Regions from separate parts of the Mus musculus genome. Here regions 1, 2, 3, 4 and 6 are each linked to region 5. A link is a contact called in public HiCAR-type, HiChIP or PLAC-seq and promoter capture Hi-C data. All regions are on one chromosome and are shown on one strand. The core of a region is the stretch at or near the end of the contact, and the rest is flanking DNA. Distances in the headings are between cores, read along the strand shown.

Evidence for each region. Promoter capture Hi-C pulls out the DNA fragments that hold promoters and counts their contacts. HiCAR-type assays count read pairs that join an accessible place to other places. HiChIP or PLAC-seq counts read pairs in DNA pulled down with a chosen protein or histone mark.
Region 1: a contact with region 5 is called in a promoter capture Hi-C map of the 3T3-L1 cell line, with 3 times the contacts expected there. The contact joins the enhancer-like site here to the promoter of Abhd13 in region 5. A contact is called at or near these places in 4 of 39 promoter capture datasets (the 3T3-L1 cell line, 3T3-L1-derived adipocytes, the C10 cell line and 1 more), 1 of 115 datasets of contacts at active chromatin or transcription factors (astrocytes) and 1 of 9 other capture datasets (liver).
Region 2: a contact with region 5 is called in a HiCAR-type map of astrocytes, with 5 times the contacts expected there. The contact joins the enhancer-like site here to the promoter of Abhd13 in region 5. A contact is called at or near these places in 7 of 39 promoter capture datasets (the 3T3-L1 cell line, cranial neural crest, hippocampal neurons and 4 more), 4 of 484 Hi-C or Micro-C datasets (the HL-1 cell line, adipose-derived mesenchymal stem cells, cerebellar granule neurons and 1 more) and 5 of 115 datasets of contacts at active chromatin or transcription factors (astrocytes, embryonic forebrain, embryonic stem cells and 2 more).
Region 3: a promoter capture Hi-C map of 3T3-L1-derived adipocytes shows a contact between it and region 5, with 4 times the contacts expected there. The contact joins the enhancer-like site here to the promoter of Abhd13 in region 5. A contact is called at or near these places in 9 of 39 promoter capture datasets (the 3T3-L1 cell line, 3T3-L1-derived adipocytes, the C10 cell line and 5 more) and 1 of 115 datasets of contacts at active chromatin or transcription factors (pro-B cells).
Region 4: a contact with region 5 is called in an H3K27ac HiChIP or PLAC-seq map of microglia, with 8 times the contacts expected there. The contact joins the promoter of Arglu1 here to the promoter of Abhd13 in region 5. A contact is called at or near these places in 5 of 39 promoter capture datasets (the C10 cell line, embryonic stem cells, erythroid cells and 2 more), 5 of 484 Hi-C or Micro-C datasets (CD4 T cells, CD8 T cells, embryonic stem cells and 2 more) and 3 of 115 datasets of contacts at active chromatin or transcription factors (large pre-B cells, microglia and pro-B cells).
Region 6: a contact with region 5 is called in a promoter capture Hi-C map of hippocampal neurons, with 3 times the contacts expected there. The contact joins the enhancer-like site here to the promoter of Abhd13 in region 5. A contact is called at or near these places in 5 of 39 promoter capture datasets (the 3T3-L1 cell line, 3T3-L1-derived adipocytes, embryonic stem cells and 2 more), 1 of 115 datasets of contacts at active chromatin or transcription factors (large pre-B cells) and 2 of 9 other capture datasets (adipose tissue and macrophages).

The regions. Positions count from the first base shown.
Region 1 is chr8:11,262,468-11,265,271 of GRCm38.p6, forward strand. The region is part of intron 2 of Col4a1 (collagen, type IV, alpha 1); the gene reads right to left. All of the region lies in intron 1 of Gm32709 (a long non-coding RNA gene), which reads left to right. Among named protein-coding and RNA genes, the nearest start is that of Gm32709, 2.6 kb to the left of the region's middle. Within about 2 kb of position 1,549, at least 18 of the 459 cell types and tissues checked have an H3K27ac peak or open chromatin away from gene starts, as enhancers often do.
Region 2 is chr8:11,164,521-11,167,220 of GRCm38.p6, forward strand. No RefSeq gene overlaps it. Among named protein-coding and RNA genes, the nearest start is that of Gm15418, 22 kb to the right of the region's middle. Within about 2 kb of position 1,266, at least 26 of the 459 cell types and tissues checked have an H3K27ac peak or open chromatin away from gene starts, as enhancers often do. A contact at or near this core is called in astrocytes, where this site is marked.
Region 3 is chr8:11,087,802-11,090,501 of GRCm38.p6, forward strand. No RefSeq gene overlaps it. Among named protein-coding and RNA genes, the nearest start is that of Irs2, 80 kb to the left of the region's middle. Within about 2 kb of position 1,325, at least 28 of the 459 cell types and tissues checked have an H3K27ac peak or open chromatin away from gene starts, as enhancers often do. A contact at or near this core is called in 3T3-L1-derived adipocytes and liver, where this site is marked.
Region 4 is chr8:8,689,251-8,691,950 of GRCm38.p6, forward strand. It overlaps Arglu1 (arginine and glutamate rich 1), which reads right to left and starts at 1,287. Exons shown (of 4, transcript NM_176849.3): 1 at 727-1,287. The coding sequence starts at 1,067. Mir7654 (microRNA 7654) reads right to left here and starts at 912; the gene lies at 843-912.
Region 5 is chr8:9,976,424-9,979,241 of GRCm38.p6, forward strand. It overlaps Abhd13 (abhydrolase domain containing 13), which reads left to right and starts at 1,294. Exons shown (of 2, transcript NM_001081119.1): 1 at 1,294-1,596. It also overlaps a transcript of Lig4 not described here.
Region 6 is chr8:11,060,615-11,063,314 of GRCm38.p6, forward strand. No RefSeq gene overlaps it. Among named protein-coding and RNA genes, the nearest start is that of Irs2, 53 kb to the left of the region's middle. Within about 2 kb of position 1,262, at least 27 of the 459 cell types and tissues checked have an H3K27ac peak or open chromatin away from gene starts, as enhancers often do. A contact at or near this core is called in adipose tissue and hippocampal neurons, where this site is marked.

The DNA of each region.
Region 1 (2,804 bases), core at 299-2,798, 1.3 Mb after region 5:
AGGACGAGTGTGTGCTGGCCCATATCACCCACCAAACGGGAAGAGAACATCCCCAGGGTCTACAGACAAACATGCATGGCCCAGAGAGCTGGAGCCAGACACAACTGAGCCCTGGAGCCCTGCCTTCTCCGAAATGCAGTACCATTTCCTACAGAACACCCTGCAGTGAGACCTGACTAAGGACTGTTGGCAAGGAAGGGGGGTGGGGTAGCCTGGGCAGAACTTGGAAGGAAATGCACTACAGGAAGAGCAGTTAGCTTCAGAACACTGAGTGTTTGGGAAAGCTGGGACATCGGGTACAGGAGTTGGGTTCTTCTGGAAGACACAGGGTGATGATTTTGGAAATGAGCAACAGAATAAGAGGTGGGCTAGAAGTGGGTGGTTGATGCTTCCAGAAAGGCCTCCCCAAACACAGCTCACACCTCCTCCAGCAGAAAGGACAAAGCCCACCTCAGATCTGCTGTGACTGACATCTCTCAGTCCTGGGAGCTGCCAATTGGTCACTTGGTGTCCACCTCTGTCGGAATGGAGGAGTTCAGCAGGGAGTGGGGCTGGTCTGCAGTCTATGAACCTGTTGCAAGTTGAGCCAGCAAGCAAATGTCCCTCATATTTATCTCAACTCTGAAAAATACTGGCCCTGCTGACCTGTCAGGAGTGCCCCGCACTCTGGAGCGGTTAGCTTCCTAAGTGGAACTTGGGGTTCCACACTAGCTCAGAGTAATGATTCTCTGAGCAACTAGCATGAGTGGCTTGATGAAAGCCACTCCCTGTGAGATGGAAGAAGAGCAGCAAACAAAAGCACCTGCCTACTGCTGCCAAGTGTGAGGTGTGGGAAGCACGCACTGTCCCACACCCAAATCTTCTCTTTAAACACACTCGATTCTCCTAATCAAAACTCTTTGAAGTATCTCCTCAGAGAAAGTATTTAATAAACTTACTTATTCTTATGAATAACCTGCTGCTCGGTCAAATCCACTAACTGGCTCAAAGTCTCAAAGAAACTTCACAAGACTACATAAGCGGCTACAGAAAAGAATGCGTTTCCTGGGAAGAAATAGGCTATCTCCTAACGTTTAAATAATATACTTGGCGTAGCTTAATTTATGGAAAACAAATTTAAAATAGTCTACTACTCAAAAAATATAATCTTGTCCTGCCATCCTTAAGGATCTCAGTGTATCCAATCATACACAGACCCAGAGAATGACAAGGAAGAGAGAGCCACTAACCCATATGCTAAGCAGAACATATAGAAATGCTCATACACTCGGATTTCACAATAAAATCATGACTAAAGTGTTTCCTATTTTTAAAAAAATCAACAAAATGAATGCATCTGTAAATGGAAGATTACAAAGATACCAAAAAAGTACAATCCTTGCCTTGGGAGAGAATGTCACCTCAGACCTAATGATGACTAAGAAAGCAGTCTACGTTTGTGATACAGAGAGGGTAAAGTCCTGCATCTTAAAAGTGATGTTATGGCCTCAGGCATCTTTAGTGATCATCACAGCATAGCCCAAAAATGACTAGAATGTAAGCCGAGACGCTCTCAGAATCAGAGAATTTCCGGTTCTGAGACAGGAGGCATGGCCCTGCAGGGATGAGGGACAGGCAGTGTAAAGCAGTCCCTAGATTTGAAAGGCTGGAAAATTCCACCTCTCTTCTTAGAATCGGCTGTGATGAGCAAGCACTCCTTGATAGGGCTTTGCTCCTACTCATTATGTCTTTGACACGGGATATAACCCTATGCTCTGAGCAACCAGAAAAGGTGCAACCAAACACAAGGCAACTAATCACACTCCTATAGACAGACCAGCAAGGCCATCCGAGCTCTAGGGAGCCTGCAGAATGTATAGGGACAGCAATGGCACCTCTTCCACATGGGGTGAGAGAAGCTAGTGTCTTAGACTTGGGTCCTGACTACATATTTGATAAGGCCACATATTTGATAAGGCCACAACAAGCCAAGGAGGTACTGTGCCCAGTAAGCAATGAGGGCTCACTGACTTTTAACCAGAGCTATGCATTTTCTTGAAGGTCACCTGGGTGCCAGTGTTTCCTACGGGAATTCTCACTGAGAGGGAGGTGGGGCTCTGCATCTCTTGGTAACCCCTAACCTGATTCCCGTGATGGAAGGAACAGGCCTGAGGCTAGCCTGATGCTATTAATCTAGGTAGGGTTCTCACAACCTCTCTCAGGGGGGAGGGACTGCAACAAAGGGCTCACCTGTCCAGCTCCCTGTCACAGCATGAGTCCCTGCGGTCCATTTGCTAACAGGCTGACAGCCTCATTGACTCTCTGAAAACAAGATCTGGAAGGGCTGCCCACAATCCTAGGGGAACAGGCTGAGTTCTTTGGCAATCCTCCAGACATGGTTCTGACCACTATTGGTTTAGGGGGCAGCACTGATCTTGTAAATGTTCCACAACCTGACATTATGAATGAAACTAAGCAGGGCTCCTACTAGCAGCTGCTAAGAGTGGGTGAATCCAGTCGTTCTCCATTCTCTACTCCAAGACATATTTAGCTATATTAAGGATATCTCTATTCATCACAATAGAGCAATGTGCTTCCCAAACTGAGTGTGTAGAGACCAGGGAGGCTTCAAGACATTCCTCAATGCACACGAACCCCCGGGGGGTGGGGTGGGGGGAATCACACTCAAAACGGAGAGTCCAATTATAGAATGAATCCCCACTAGCTACTTTCTTCCATGGTAAAATAAGCGTCATAGTAACATGTTTTTAAAAGTGCTCATCACCATATGCGAGCTGATGTAGACACAGAAGTCCAAGCTCCCA
Region 2 (2,700 bases), core at 16-2,515, 1.2 Mb after region 5:
CTTGGTTCTATTGCTGTGAAGAGACACAATGACCAAAGCAACTCTTCTTATATAGGCAAACATGTCATTAGGGCCGGCTTACAGTGTCAGAGGTTTAGTCCATTATCATCACAGTAAGAAGCATAGCAACGTGCAAGCAAACATGGTGCTGGAGTAGGAGCTGAGAGTTCTACATCTGATCCAAAGGCAGCAGAAGGAAACTCTCCTCTGCACTGGGCAGAGCCTGAGCGTAGAAGGGGACCTGAAAGCCCGCCCCTACAGTGACACACTTCCTCTCACAAGGCCACAGCTCTTAATAGTTCCACTCCTCATGGGCCAAGCATTCAAACACATAAGTCTATGGGGGGGGGGGGAACCTGTTCAAACAGTCCACATTAGGCATATCTTCACACCAAGGTACCAGCTGATGTGCAGCAGTACCAGGGTCCTTGCCCATAGCAGAGTGGGTTGGAACAAAGCATCTCTGAGGGATTTCAATGATGTCATCCTGTGACCCTGCTTCCATGTTGTACCTTAGCCACATGACTCTGAGGGTGAGACCACCGAAGCCGGTGGAAATCCACCCAGCTTGTGTTGGCTGAATGTCAGGGACAGAGACAAACACACAGTTGAACTCTGTCTCCCCAAACCCAGGACCTCAGAAAGTTACTGCATTTGACGGCAGAGGCTCTGGAGAGTTGAGTAAGTCGAAATGAGGTCTTCGGGGGGACCAGCTGTGGCTGATGTCCTTATAAAGCATGCACATGGGACGTCACACACAGAGTGATGAATGTGAAGACATACGGAGCTGATGGCATCTGCTAACCAAAGAGAGACTTCCTGGAAAACTGACCCTAAGACATGTTGACCTTGGGTCTCCAGCTCCATGGCTTGAGACATCTTTTCCACAAGCACTCAGACTGGTCTGCTTTGTCCAAGCGCCCTAGGAAACTGGTGTGGGCATTTGGAGGGGGCAGCTAAGATAGGACCTAAGGCTGCTACTACCAGCTCCCCTAGTTAGCCAGAGGTTGTTGGGGTTTTTTTGTTTTGTTTTGTTTTGTTTTTCTCACAGAACTGATGCTTTCAACCCTCAGCGTCCCCACCACTGGCTCCCAGCTCTGCAGCCATTCAGCTGAGCCCCAGCCAAGTCGGCCAGGTCTGCAGGAATCAAAACACTAAGCACAGCCCCACACAATAGTGACATTTACTTCCCTCATACTCAGTCTCAGAGTCTCCCACCACTAGAGGAACGTATTAGTCAGAGTCCTTTGAAAGCTGATGCCATGTGGGCCTGGAACTCTCAGAACAAGGCATGATTGTGCTCCCAGAGACAGCAGTCCCCCGGTGCCTGCAAGCCCACACCTACCTGCCTGCAGTCAGGAACAGACCTCAGGGCTATTGCAAGGAAGTGTGGCTGACTCTCTCAGTCTTGGTTAATCAGCACACAATGCCACACAGCTCTCCCTCCAGATCCTGCTATTTCCTGCAGCCATGGCTGAGGGTTGAAGCTTTGAGATGCTCAGGACATGGTTTTGTGCTAGGGAAAACACACGACCTCTTTCTCCAAAATCCACTCTACCAAGGTCAAAAGGAAAAGACGCTTGTAACATGCTGAAGAGCAAGCACCAGGGTTCTCTCTGCCCACAAATCCTCCAAGAGGACTCCTATCCACACAGCCCAACAGTCAACAGCTCCTGCCTCATTTTCCAGTTGCTGCTAAAGAGCATGTGCTGGGCTATCCCGTACCACAGGTCTATGTACGGATTCTGGGGTCAGATGTCAGAAACCATCCCTGGGTGCTGACAGTCCTTTTTCTGGGTGTCTCCCATGGACACACAGCAAACAGTTCAAGAGTCAGCACATGTCCACAGATCAAGTCTAGAGAAGCCATTGTAGATGGCTCACGTGCAAATGAGAACACCACCATGATGCTGGTTCTCAGGGCCCTGAGACAAAGACCTTACTTACCAGAAGGGAAGGCAGATGGTAAAAAGCAGAAAGACCCCATGTTTACATCAATATGGGCAGAGATCAACAAGAAGTGAAAGAAGTAACCATTTAAGGAGGAGATCCCGTAGCAATGTAACCATTTAAGGAGGAGATTCGGTAACAATGTAGCAAGCAGACCATGTAGCAAAATGATGGGACTTCATCAAAGGAAGACTCAAAGAGCAGATGCAGAAACAGCAGAAAAGGGGTTATCTTTGAAGTGTCTGCCACTCAAGCATGAGGCCCTGAGTTCAGAACCCACGTAAAAAAAAAGAAAAGCCAGCAATGGTGGCTCCTGTCTGTAATTCCATCACCAAGGAGGTAAATGCGGAAGGACCCACGAGTCTTACTGATCAGTCAGTGTTGTCCATCCCTGACCTCCAGATTCCATGAGGATACTCTGTCCGAAAAAGTAAGATGGAGAATGAGACAGCCGACCTAGGCTCTCTACAGGGATACAGGTAAACATCTCTGTCTCTGTCCCTGTCGCTGTCACTGTCTATCCACCCCCTCTTCCCTCTTACACACACACACACACACACACACACACACACACACCTCACAAATGGCCTTAGGGCTAGCATGTAGTCAGTAAGCACATCTCCAAGACTGACAACTTGAGATCTGTCTCAGAACTAACTCCTTCAACATGTTCTCTGGCCTTAACACACACACACACACACACACACACACACACACACACACCAAATACATAAAACTTTTAAACGTATG
Region 3 (2,700 bases), core at 75-2,574, 1.1 Mb after region 5:
TTATTAAATCACTGGGACCTACATAGAGCGTTTAAGACTCTAAGTCAGAAGTTCCAAATCTAGTACCCCAGGGAGCATGGCAAACACCGTCTCAGGACACTGTTGCTGTCCCCACTCAGACACCTCATTTACCTGTTTGAGACCTACAGACTCTGTTCTCAGCTCACGACCAACTCTACCCAAATATAAAGTGGTCCCAAGAAGAGTCAGATGTCAATCTTCTGCACAATTTTCTTGGCATTTCCATTCATCGGTATCTATAGATATCAATATTTATTGATCAAACAAAAATAAGACTTTCTTGTGGAGGGGCTGGAGAGATGGTTTCACTGTTAAGAGCACTTGGTGCTCTTACAAGAGACTAGAGTTTTGTTCCTAGCTCCTACTGAGAGGCTCGCCGCTACCTAACTCCAGCTCCAGGGCATCTGCCACATTCTCTTGCCTCTACAGGTTCCTGTACATACACACGTGCACATATCCACACAGAAACATGTATGCAACAAAAGTACATCTTTTTATGTATAATTTTTCTGATAATAAAGGCTCCAGTTCTTCCAGACAGGGCTCATATATGCTAGAGAGGCCACTGTAATGAGCAGTGCTTAGTTTTAGAGACATAATCTTCTAAAACTGTGGTCCTCAAACTTCATAGTGCTGTGACCCTTTAATACAGCTCCTTCTGCTGTAGTGACCCTTAACCATAAAGTCATTCTTGTTGCTAATTCATAACTGTAATTTTGTTACTGTTATTGATTATAATGTAAATATCTGACATGCAACATATCTGATAGGCAGGTTATCTGATTTGCAGGATATCTTATATGCAGGTTATATGATGTGCAAAGCCCTGTGAAAGGATCATTTGTCTCTGAAGGGGTCGCAACCCACAGATTGAGAACCGCTGTTCTAAAAAGGTAGACCATGGGGCTCTTCCTCCTTAAAAATTGAAATGATTGCAAAATATTAAGGAGAGACAAGATCTCAATGATAGGACCAACTTGGTTGCTATTAAAATTGCTTGTTTCTCCTCCCTTTGTCCGTGTGGCCTTTTGTGTCCTTGTCTGGAGGGGCCACAGACATAAAATGCTTAGCCACTTAGTACAGGCAGCATAGTGAGACCAGCATAGGAACTATGCATTATATAGAACTGCTTGTTTTCTACGCCCGCACAGGGCTATTTGATTAGATTACTGGAACACTTGATTTCCTCTGTAGAGTTCATGGTCTTTCTTGGTTTTCCCTAATTTTCATTTCTTAGACCAACTTTGAGGGAAACAGGTTTATGCAAAAACACTGGGCAAATAAATTGAAATCACATTGTGCAATATCTGCTGTCTATTTCATAACCCTAGATCCAGCCAGTGAGAATAATCAGCGATCTTTAGTGGGGGGAGGGTAGGGGGATACTTTTTAATGTTTCTGTTCAGTGGGAAATTCCAAGCCTTTTTTGTGTCCCATCTATAATAGGTAAACTTTTTACAACCACAGGTGCTAGCACAACCAAAGACTAAATCTCTACTCCTGGGGAAGAATGCTTGGGAGAGGAATCGGACAGGACCTGCTGCCAGGAACCGCCTCCTCAGCTCCTGGCTTCTTGGAGCCTGCTTATGGTTGGGACATCCAAGGACCTGGCTCAGCTGTGCCCAGCGGCTCCACCAAGCCTGCCAGAAAGGAAGCCTCCCACTGCTGTGACCAGTAGGAGCTAAGCAAGCCTCGTCTCGACTGGCAGGCACCTCACACATAATCCCCCAGCCTCAGCTCCTTGGCAGTCACGCCCATAGCTGACTCCAGGGTGTCGGCTGGCTGGGCTTACCAGCCACTCCTTCCATTCTCGGTGCCTGTGCCTTCTGCAGAGCACGGGCTCAGGGGCTCAGCATCACCCACAAGGCTCCTCAGAAGGGATGTCCCCAACTGTGTCAGTGCTGAGGATACCATTGATTTTATCTTTATATGATTATAGATCTTTTTCTACACAGGCATTCTGCTACCACTTGAGGTCCTTTCAGGATATTTATGATCTGTAGCTGTCGGAAGCCCACGTCTCTAAGGACCTACAGACCATCCGTGCCCATAGCTTATCTAAGCCCAAGGCAAGCATATATTGGTGTAACATTTGCTATGATGGCCAGTTGTCCATGAAAGGATTCTAAGTTAACCTGATCATTCAGAGGCACTGGTCCAGGTGGCTTTACAACACTGAGGTAAGATCTTCAGTCTTCCGGGAAGAACAGAGTCCGCTTTCCTAGTGTGAGGCCCTCATATTAGTGAAGATTAACATGGTTAGGGCTCACCCCTCAGGGAATGACGACAGCATGGAGGTAAATGGAGTCATCTTGGCTCCTTCCTGCTTCTGCATGCACAAGAAGCCAGGGAAGGTTGTGCATAGGATTCTCCCTACATCGAGATGCCCCCAGTTTCCACTCAGCATCCAGATGACTGAAAATGCTAGGTCTGGTTTGGGTAGTTACTCTGTTGCTAAGCTGGGGTGTTCATGTTGCTCCCTACAGATCTCTCATGGGGTATTTGTCTGTTATGTGACTCAAGTCTATGGTCCCTCGGTCATCCTAAACTTGTAACTCGGGCAAAAACAATCAAGCAAGTTAGCCTTTCACCTCAGAAGACAGCAAGCAATGGAATGACAAGCCATATTTCCAAAGGCTCCACCATCCTTCCCTGGAACAGAGGAATGCAGAAGGCTTG
Region 4 (2,700 bases), core at 37-2,536, 1.3 Mb before region 5:
AATAGAAACCCCTACACAAGTCATATACACAAACTACCTAGTTCCTGCTTCATAACCACTTATTCAAGTCTTCAGTTAATTACTCCGGAAACGATGGCTGGCTTAACAGGGAACACATATGCTTAGTATTATTGCTCCACGTGGCTGGGGCGGGGGGGGGGAGGGGGGCTGGGCACATCTTTTTTAAAAAAGTACTTCACAACGTTCAAGTTTACTCTGGTTGGGTCATCAACACCTACTTTCACATCGAAAGCCGCCTCACTCAAAACCACGTGATCTTCCCCCAAATTTCAAGTCCAGTCCCCTGATGGGAACCGGTTTTGCCCTAAGTGAAAAATTCGGATAAGAGCGCTCTGAAACTAGAAGCATTTAGGCGGGCAAACAGCAGGGTCAACAGTAGGGTCAAGCATGCTCACTAGAGGGGCTGAGGCCAAGACAAAAAAGAGAGGGGCCGGAGAGGCACCCCGGGTGTCCGCTGCAACTTTGTGCATCTGTCTTTGAACGACCGTATGAAAGGAGGTTCAGAAAGGGCCCACACTCTCAAGCCGGGCGCGCCCCGGGACGGACCCCCGCACAGGTGCCCTGCGCTCCAACGCCTCGGGCCCGGGGATCCGCAGCCCCGCCAACCTCCCGCCTCGCGCCCTCAACTCGGACTTCCGGGCCGGCGCTCCCGCCCCACCCGGCCCCCGTGAGCGCGCCCCGCGCCTCCAGCCGCGCGCCCCTCACATTTTTCGCTGTCGCTCGAACTCCGCCTTCTTCTCCTCCTCCTCGCGCTTCTGCTTCTCGTCCAGGCTGCTGCGCTTGCTCACCGTGCGCCCGAAGATGTCGATGCGGTCGGGCGGGGACGAGGCGCGCTCCCGCTCGCGCCGGGATGCCGCCGCGTTGGTGGAGCGCGAGCGGGAGCGCGACTCCCGCCGCCGGTTCCGTTTGCTCTCCCGGGACTTGGAGCGCTTCCGCACCCGCTCCTTGTCCCGCGAGCGCGAGCGCGAGCGGCTGCGCTTCTTGTTGTGCTTGGAGCTCTTGGTGTGCTTAGAGCGGGACGAGCTCCGGCTCCGCGACCGGCCCATCCTCGCGCCGCGCGGCGCCCGCCGCCTGTCGCCCGCTGCCCGCCGCAGGCCGCCCCCTCGCCGCTGGGAAGCGCGGCCCCCCGCCCGCGGACCCTCCGCCTCGCCCCAAGCGCACCCGCCACGCACACGGCCGCCTCCGCCGCGAAGGCCTAGCAGGCCCGGCCCGGAGTCCCTAAGATGGCAGCTGTGGCAGCACCGGCCGCCCTTCCCACAATGCCCCGCGCCGAGCGTGCCGGCACGAGCCCCGCCCCCTGACGACGTCGCCTAGGAGGGCCGGCGAATGCGGCCGAGCGCGCTCGGCTCTTTCCGCCGCTGCGTGGCAACTAAAGAGAAGAATGCTGGCCAGCCTTCAGGTCTTTAACTTTCACCTCAACAAGACCCACGAAAACCTTAGGAGTTGGAGAATATTTATGATGAGCCTTGGCTGAAAGACAGGATAAGGCCCGAGTAATTGGGAAAGTCCTGTTGTTTCCTTAGCCAGCATTGAGAATGTATCAATTGTGAGTTGGATGTGGTGGTACATGCCCAGAATTTTAGCCCCTAGAAGATGGATCAGAAGGACCAGTTGTCCAAGGTCAGCCTTGGCTATTTAGTAAGTTGGAGGCCAGCTGGGGTTGCACACATACATACATACATACATGCATGCATACATACCAACCAGAACAATTAATAAATTGTTAATAATTTATTGTAAACAAACAATAAATTAGAACAATGCCCAGAGGAGTCCCAAGTTTTCTTAAGAATGTATATGTTAGAGCCAGTTAAATGCTCTTAATAAAGTTTTATTTAAAAGGTTACAGTTTTGTGGATTTTGCCAGCCTGGACTACATAATGAGCTCAAGGCCTAGTCCCAGAGAGCAATAGCTCTCTTTAAAGACATCGAAAAGAAAAATGGGTAGTGGCCTATCTCAATGAGTCTTTTAGTTTTTGAGCTGCTATAGCAAAATACCAATGACTCATTATTTTATACCCAAGAGAAAGTTGTTTCCTACAGTTCTGGAGGCTGAGAACTCTATTAAGTAGTGGATCTGTTTGTGCTAAGGATTCTGTCTGAGCTTCCAGCAGGAGACCTTAGGAGGGGAAAAGAATGCATAAGATAAGGGTTCCCTTGTAAACATCTTAAGAACACTAGGCCAAAAAAACCCCAACCAAACAAAACACACACACACAAAACACACTAGTTGCATTTTTTTTTAAACCAAAGCCCCAGGGCTTACTCTCTTTCCCAAAGGGCCCACCTTTTAATGCTGAAACATTGCATATTAGGTCCAATTCATGAAGTTTAGAGGAAGGGTTCTTCTGGAGGTTCAAAGGCAGTAAGGATTCCACTCTACCTCTCTGTATGTGTGTGTATGTGTAGGTTTTTTTGAGACAGTTTCTCTCTGCAGCCCTGGACAGCTCTGTGGTCTATCATGGAACTAGCTTTGTAGTCCAGTTTGATCTGGAATTCAGAGATCTGCCTGCCTCTGCCTCCCAAATGCTGGGATTAAAGGCGTACACCATCACCATCGTAGCCTCATTCTTTCTTTTTATGTGTGTGTGTGGTGCTGGGGATGTAACCCAAGGTCTTTTTTTTTTTTTTTTTTTTTTTCTGAGACAGGGTTTCTCTGTGTAGCTGTCCTGGAACTCA
Region 5 (2,818 bases), core at 44-2,543:
TTTTAAAGGCACAGGCGAGGCAGGGGCGGGCCGGCGCGGCGGCTCAGAGCGCCTGCGCAGCGCGCCTCCACTGTCTCTGCCTGTAGCAAAGGATGTTCGGTCCCTCGCCGCTGGATGTCATCGTTGAGCCGAATTTGAGGAACTTGGAGCCTGGGTTGCTGCCCTGACAGGACTGGCTTCTGAAGACTTCCAGGACAGAAGAGAATCCTCCCACCTAAAAAGTCTAGGGCTCCAGAAAAAGACTTTTGCAAAATTAATTCAGGTTCTGTGTTCTTGGTAGCCTTTTCACTGTGCAGAAATAATACATAATAATAAAAATAATTATGTATTACATAGTAATAAATAATTCATGGCGCAGAAACATACTTACATGGACTAAAGGCTTTTCAATGGTGCTCGGTGATTTGGAATAAAGCTAGCTGATAGTGTTATTGAACACCTTACTGTCACTCAATAACTATACTAGATACTCAAAATAGAAGTATAAACGTACGCTCCACGTCTCAGAAACTCTTACTTTCCACTGGCATTGGTGGCTATGACCTGCCCTACTCCACCAATAAGAGTTCAGAAATTATAGGCAAAGTGTGGGGAACACTTTCTTTGAAGGTGAAACTTTGCAGTCCTGGTGAGACACTAGAGTGTCAATTGCTTTCAGGGGTTGTCTAATGTGTTTACGCTGCATTTCACAAGGCCGACAGTCCAGGGCTAGTTTAAAGTGGGGCCAGATCCTACGGCTCCGTGTGGCCAGTTATTTTCTCTGTAGTTTCCCTTAGTCTCACGATAGTTTCCCTGTGGTGTTGCAAAGCCACACGTTACTGTACAGGAGCATCAGCGGTGCTCGTACAGCTTGTACAACTCTTACACATCCGTGTCTTATTCAACTGCTCCTGCGCTCCGACGTCAGGCACAGGTCGGGCTCTGCTTTACTGATACGAAAGAACCACAAATTATGAGCCGAGAAAAGCTATTAGTTAATTCAAAGCTCTTGCTCTAATGTGCTTTTTAGCTGCATGGTTAATGGAGAACCAAATTTGTTTTATCCTCAGAGTGGGGGGAAAAAAAAGTAAAAAGGAAGGGCATAACTACCTGAAAGTTAGGCATGGTGGAAGAGAAAGTTTAGTGCAGATAAGTGAAAGAGCATAGCCAAGAGCAGGCACATTTGGGAGAGGAGGGGAGAAGAGGAGAGAAGAGAAACTCCTTGTTCTCCGAAATGTGTTCAGGCAGCAGTTGACTGGAAACGCCGAGATGTATCTTGCCCCTACGGGCTACCGTAGCATGAAGGCGGAGCCCAGTGTCCTGCGCATGCGCATAGGGGTGCACAGGTTGGCTTCGCGCTCCCGGGAGGAAGCTGGAGAACAGGTTATGTGGGGGCCGGCGGGGTTATTTGCCAGGGACACCGCGCGCGAGCCGGAAGTGGAGGCTGCGCCAGCTGGGCCCGCCGCGCCGCAGGAGCTCCGGGCTAGACAGTGGCGACGGCGGCCCCTCGGCGGGAGGAAGACGATGAGGAGCGGCGGGGGCGGCGCGGGGCCTCGCTGCAGCGCGGAGCCGGGTTCCGAGCCCGCGGCCGACTGCGCAGCCCGCCCGCGAGCCTGAGTAAGTGCGGCGGGGACGCGGGCGGCCTCCCCGACCTCCTCACCCCGCAGCTCGGATTCGGGAGCCCGTATCTACTCCCAGAACAGTCGGCCAGCAAACCCCGGGCTTGGGTCGGAGGGACTGGGCGCGTTTGTCTGTAACAGGTGCAGACCTGCTAACCTCGCAGCTGCGGGCGACGGGGCCATAAAATCCAGAGAGTTGTCGCACACTTGAAGTCACTGGGCCTCTTTTTTTTTTTAGCCATTGGTGTGAAGCGAGAATGCATCAGGGAGTGTGCTTGGCTGAGCTGGCAACCTAAAGTAAACCTTTAGTTGTGCACTTGTCTACCAGGCAGCAGGAACCAAGTGACACACTGGCTTTAAGTTTGAACGTTGGGTTTTGTTTTGTTTTTTGTCGATCTGCTCTGTCTTTTGGCATGAATTAGTCCTTATGTGTGTGTGTGCTTAGACATGTTCTTCTCTAAAGCACTGTTTTATCTCACTGAGAATTAATGATTGGCAGTGCAGAGTTATGTCACAGCTGTGCTACCAAAGACTTGACTCAGTTGAGCTGGGATTGAGTTGGACTTGCTCTGTACCTTCGGCCTTGCTACGCGTTGAAAGCGTCCGATGGAGTAACATAAGGTCACTGCCATCACGGAACTCCCAGCCTATATAAGCAGGCTCATCACCCCCTTAGTAAATAGTGCCACATGAGTCGGCCCAGGCTACAGGATGGAACTGGTGACACTGGGAACGAGGTCCGAGGAAAGCTTGCTGGAGGACCTGTAGTCTGAGCTGGGTCTCCACAGAAAAATAAAGCTTCACTCTAATAACTTGAGTCACTGCCGTGATTTAACTGGGATTCGCAGTGCTTACTGAGACTTGCTTTGCTGCGATAGATAAGAAAATGCTTGAATTTTGACTCAGAGGTGGCAGCATTTTATCACCACATCCTGGAAATAGGTATTAGAAAGACCGGGCAAGCAGAAGGCTAGCTGACTTGTACATGTACAGCCACAGGTAGCACTTGGCCTGCTGCCTTTCGCCGGAACGTTGGATGCTCTCCCAGACAGTTCAGAAACTCAGGCACTGGGCTGTCAAGTCTTTGTTTCTCTAGTTCGTTCATCCTCCCAAGATTCCAGTTTCTTATAATTGTTGATCTGCCTCAGGAAAACCCGAGGCCCCTAAAACACCCCACTTTAGATCTAGGGCAAGCCCCAGTTCTTGTAATTAGAATGTTT
Region 6 (2,700 bases), core at 12-2,511, 1.1 Mb after region 5:
AGTGCTGGAAAATGGGCAGGTGGCAGAAGCTGACGGGCTATGGGCTGCATCAATGCAATGAGTCCTAAACTTCTGTGCAGTACAGCACTCCTCCTGAGCATGCTTTCCATCTCTGGGTCAGGTGATGTGCCAAGGACCAGAGGACTCTTTTCTCCTTTATCCAACCATACTCTCTGAAAGAACAGCTGAAAGCCCTCTCCCTGATCTTTGCAGCTGCTCCATCCTGTACAGTGAGCCCAGCACGCCTGCCTCATTAGCTTCCAAACTGGGCTCGCAAAGGACCCCTTGAGTTCCTGACAGCTCATCTATCACATTTTCTTGTGTCTGCCCCTGTTCACAGTACACAGCTTTTTTTCTCCTGGAAAAGATTTGTGTTGTGAACAGTGCACACAACCCATCACCCCTCAGACAGTGCTGGGACATCTCAGGTGAGAGTTGAGTGACCAGGTCTACTCTTTTAATTTTTGTTGTTATTTCTGCTGCTGCTGCTGCTGTTGTTGTTGCTGTTGTTGTTGTTTTTTTTAGTGTTGCTGTTGTTAGTGTTGTTGTTACTGTTATTAGTGTTGCTGTTGCTGTTGTTAGTGTTGCTTTTGTTTGTGTTGTTGCTGTTGTTAGTGTTGTTGCTGTTGTTGTTGTTGCTATTGGCTGCTGTTGTTGTTACTGTTGTTTTTGTTGTTGCTGTTGTTAGTGTTGTTGTTGCTATTGTTAGTGTTATTGTTGCTGTTGTTAGTGTTGCTGTTGATGTTCCTGCTGCTGTTGGCTGCTGTTGTTACTGTTATTCTTGTTGCTGTTGCTGCTGCTGCTGTTGTTGCTGTTGTTAGTATTGTTGCTGCTTCTATTGCTGTTTGTACTTTTCCTTCAACCACAGACACATGTTGGAAGAGTGACTGGGTAGGCATGCTGTGTTCTACCCTGGGGGAAGCCAGCACGACCCTAAGATGGTGCAGCCTGAGACTGTGTGTGACCCTCCTCCGTATACATGGAGCATAAGCAGAATCTTCTGTGATCACTGCTGTGGCTTCTGCTTCTCATGCCTCTTTACCCGTTAAAACTTTGACCTACTGGGGGCAGCAAGGACACAGAGAGAAATCCCACAGTAAACACAGACCTGTGATGTACCTACTCATTAGTCCACAGAAAGAGCAAAGAAGCCCTGACTCCACCTTCATCCTCCTCGCCCAAAGGCACAGGCTATGAGGGCTAAATAGGAGAGGATCAGAGGGATGGTGACAGAGACAGGGAGCCAGGAGCTCAGTGTTCCCTTGCCAAACTGCTCTTCTTGGATAGGAATGCACTCCAACTGGGGCCTTCCCAGCACTGTCTAGACTGACAGTTTCCAATATTACATAACTCACAGTGGTGGAATATTTTTCTGTGAAATGCAGAGTTAGTCTCTTCAAAGGTCTCTGATAAAATAATGTTTTGAGGTGGCATGAAAACACTCAAAAATTTCAAAAACTTGGAGGGCTGGCCACACCCATACTTTCTGATACTGACTCATAGATAAAAAGAAATCTCTGGATTTACAGGCCTAGGTTCCAGTTAGGGTTTGAGAAGTGTGAGAAAATAAGGAGAGAGAGAGAGAGAGAGAGAGAGAGAGAGAGAGAGAGAGAGAGAGAGGTGGAAGGGGGAGGGGGGAGGGAGGGAGGGAGGAAGGAAGGAAGAAGGAAGGAAGGAAGGAAGGAAGGAAGGAAGGAAGGAAGGGAGAGAGAGAGAGAGAGAGAGAGAGAGAGAGAGAGAGAGAGAGAGAGAGAGAAAGAAAGAGAGAGAGAGAGAGAAAGAAAGAGCAGCTCATCTCTTTGCTGGCAAGATGAAGGATGAAGGTGTCTGTCCAGGGACAGGGACAGCCCCACAGCTTGCTAATGGCCTAATGATGACACGGGACAACAGTTGCCCTGGTTGGAGCACACTGAGCTGACTGCTGTGTGAAACATTTCACAATCGTGTTTTGTAATGAATGTGATAGACAGTAGTGCCTTTGGCTCAAAGGAGAATGTGAGACAGAGAAGAAAGCAAAGTAGCAGAGAAGGCAGGAAGGCAGGGCATGGTGGGGCTAAGGAAGGCCCAGCCCAGCCCTCTCAGCAGGGCCTCATTTAGAACTTCCAGTAGGATTTGCCACTGATAAACCAGTATCTAAGTCAGTCATGATCCTCCTGTCAAGGCTGTTCCCCTGTAGGCTGTAGGCTGAGCCCTGTCACTTTTGGGCATCTATCCAGCAGGAGCTCTTCCCCAAGATGCTGCACTAGCAGTGGGAAAGGTGTTCACCTGGAGATTGCTAGTCTCCTGTCCACCAAACGTATCTAAAATCTGGTGTTGAGTACAGAGGTCTTTCTAGTTGAAGGGCTCCCCTGAGGTGGCCACTGCCATTTTAAACACTGACCTCTTTGTGGAAGGAATTCTCCATGAGATTTGAGGCTGCCGGCTGACGTGTTCATCAGGGACTCTGTTTGGTCTACTGATTTATGACTCACGATAATGTTTCTCTGAGTCCTGACAGACTAACCCCTGACCTTGGTAAAGACCCTTTCTGCTGCTCCGTGAGGCTGAGCCACCTGTGACCATGAGCAGAGCCTCTGCCACCTGTCCCTGTGTCACGAGCATGTGTGAAGGGTGCACGGAGACTTGGGAGCAAAGTGCGACCCTGGCAAGTGTCCCCTATCAGTCCAACCCTCTTGGGGCCACCGAGTCTGCAGAGCCAGA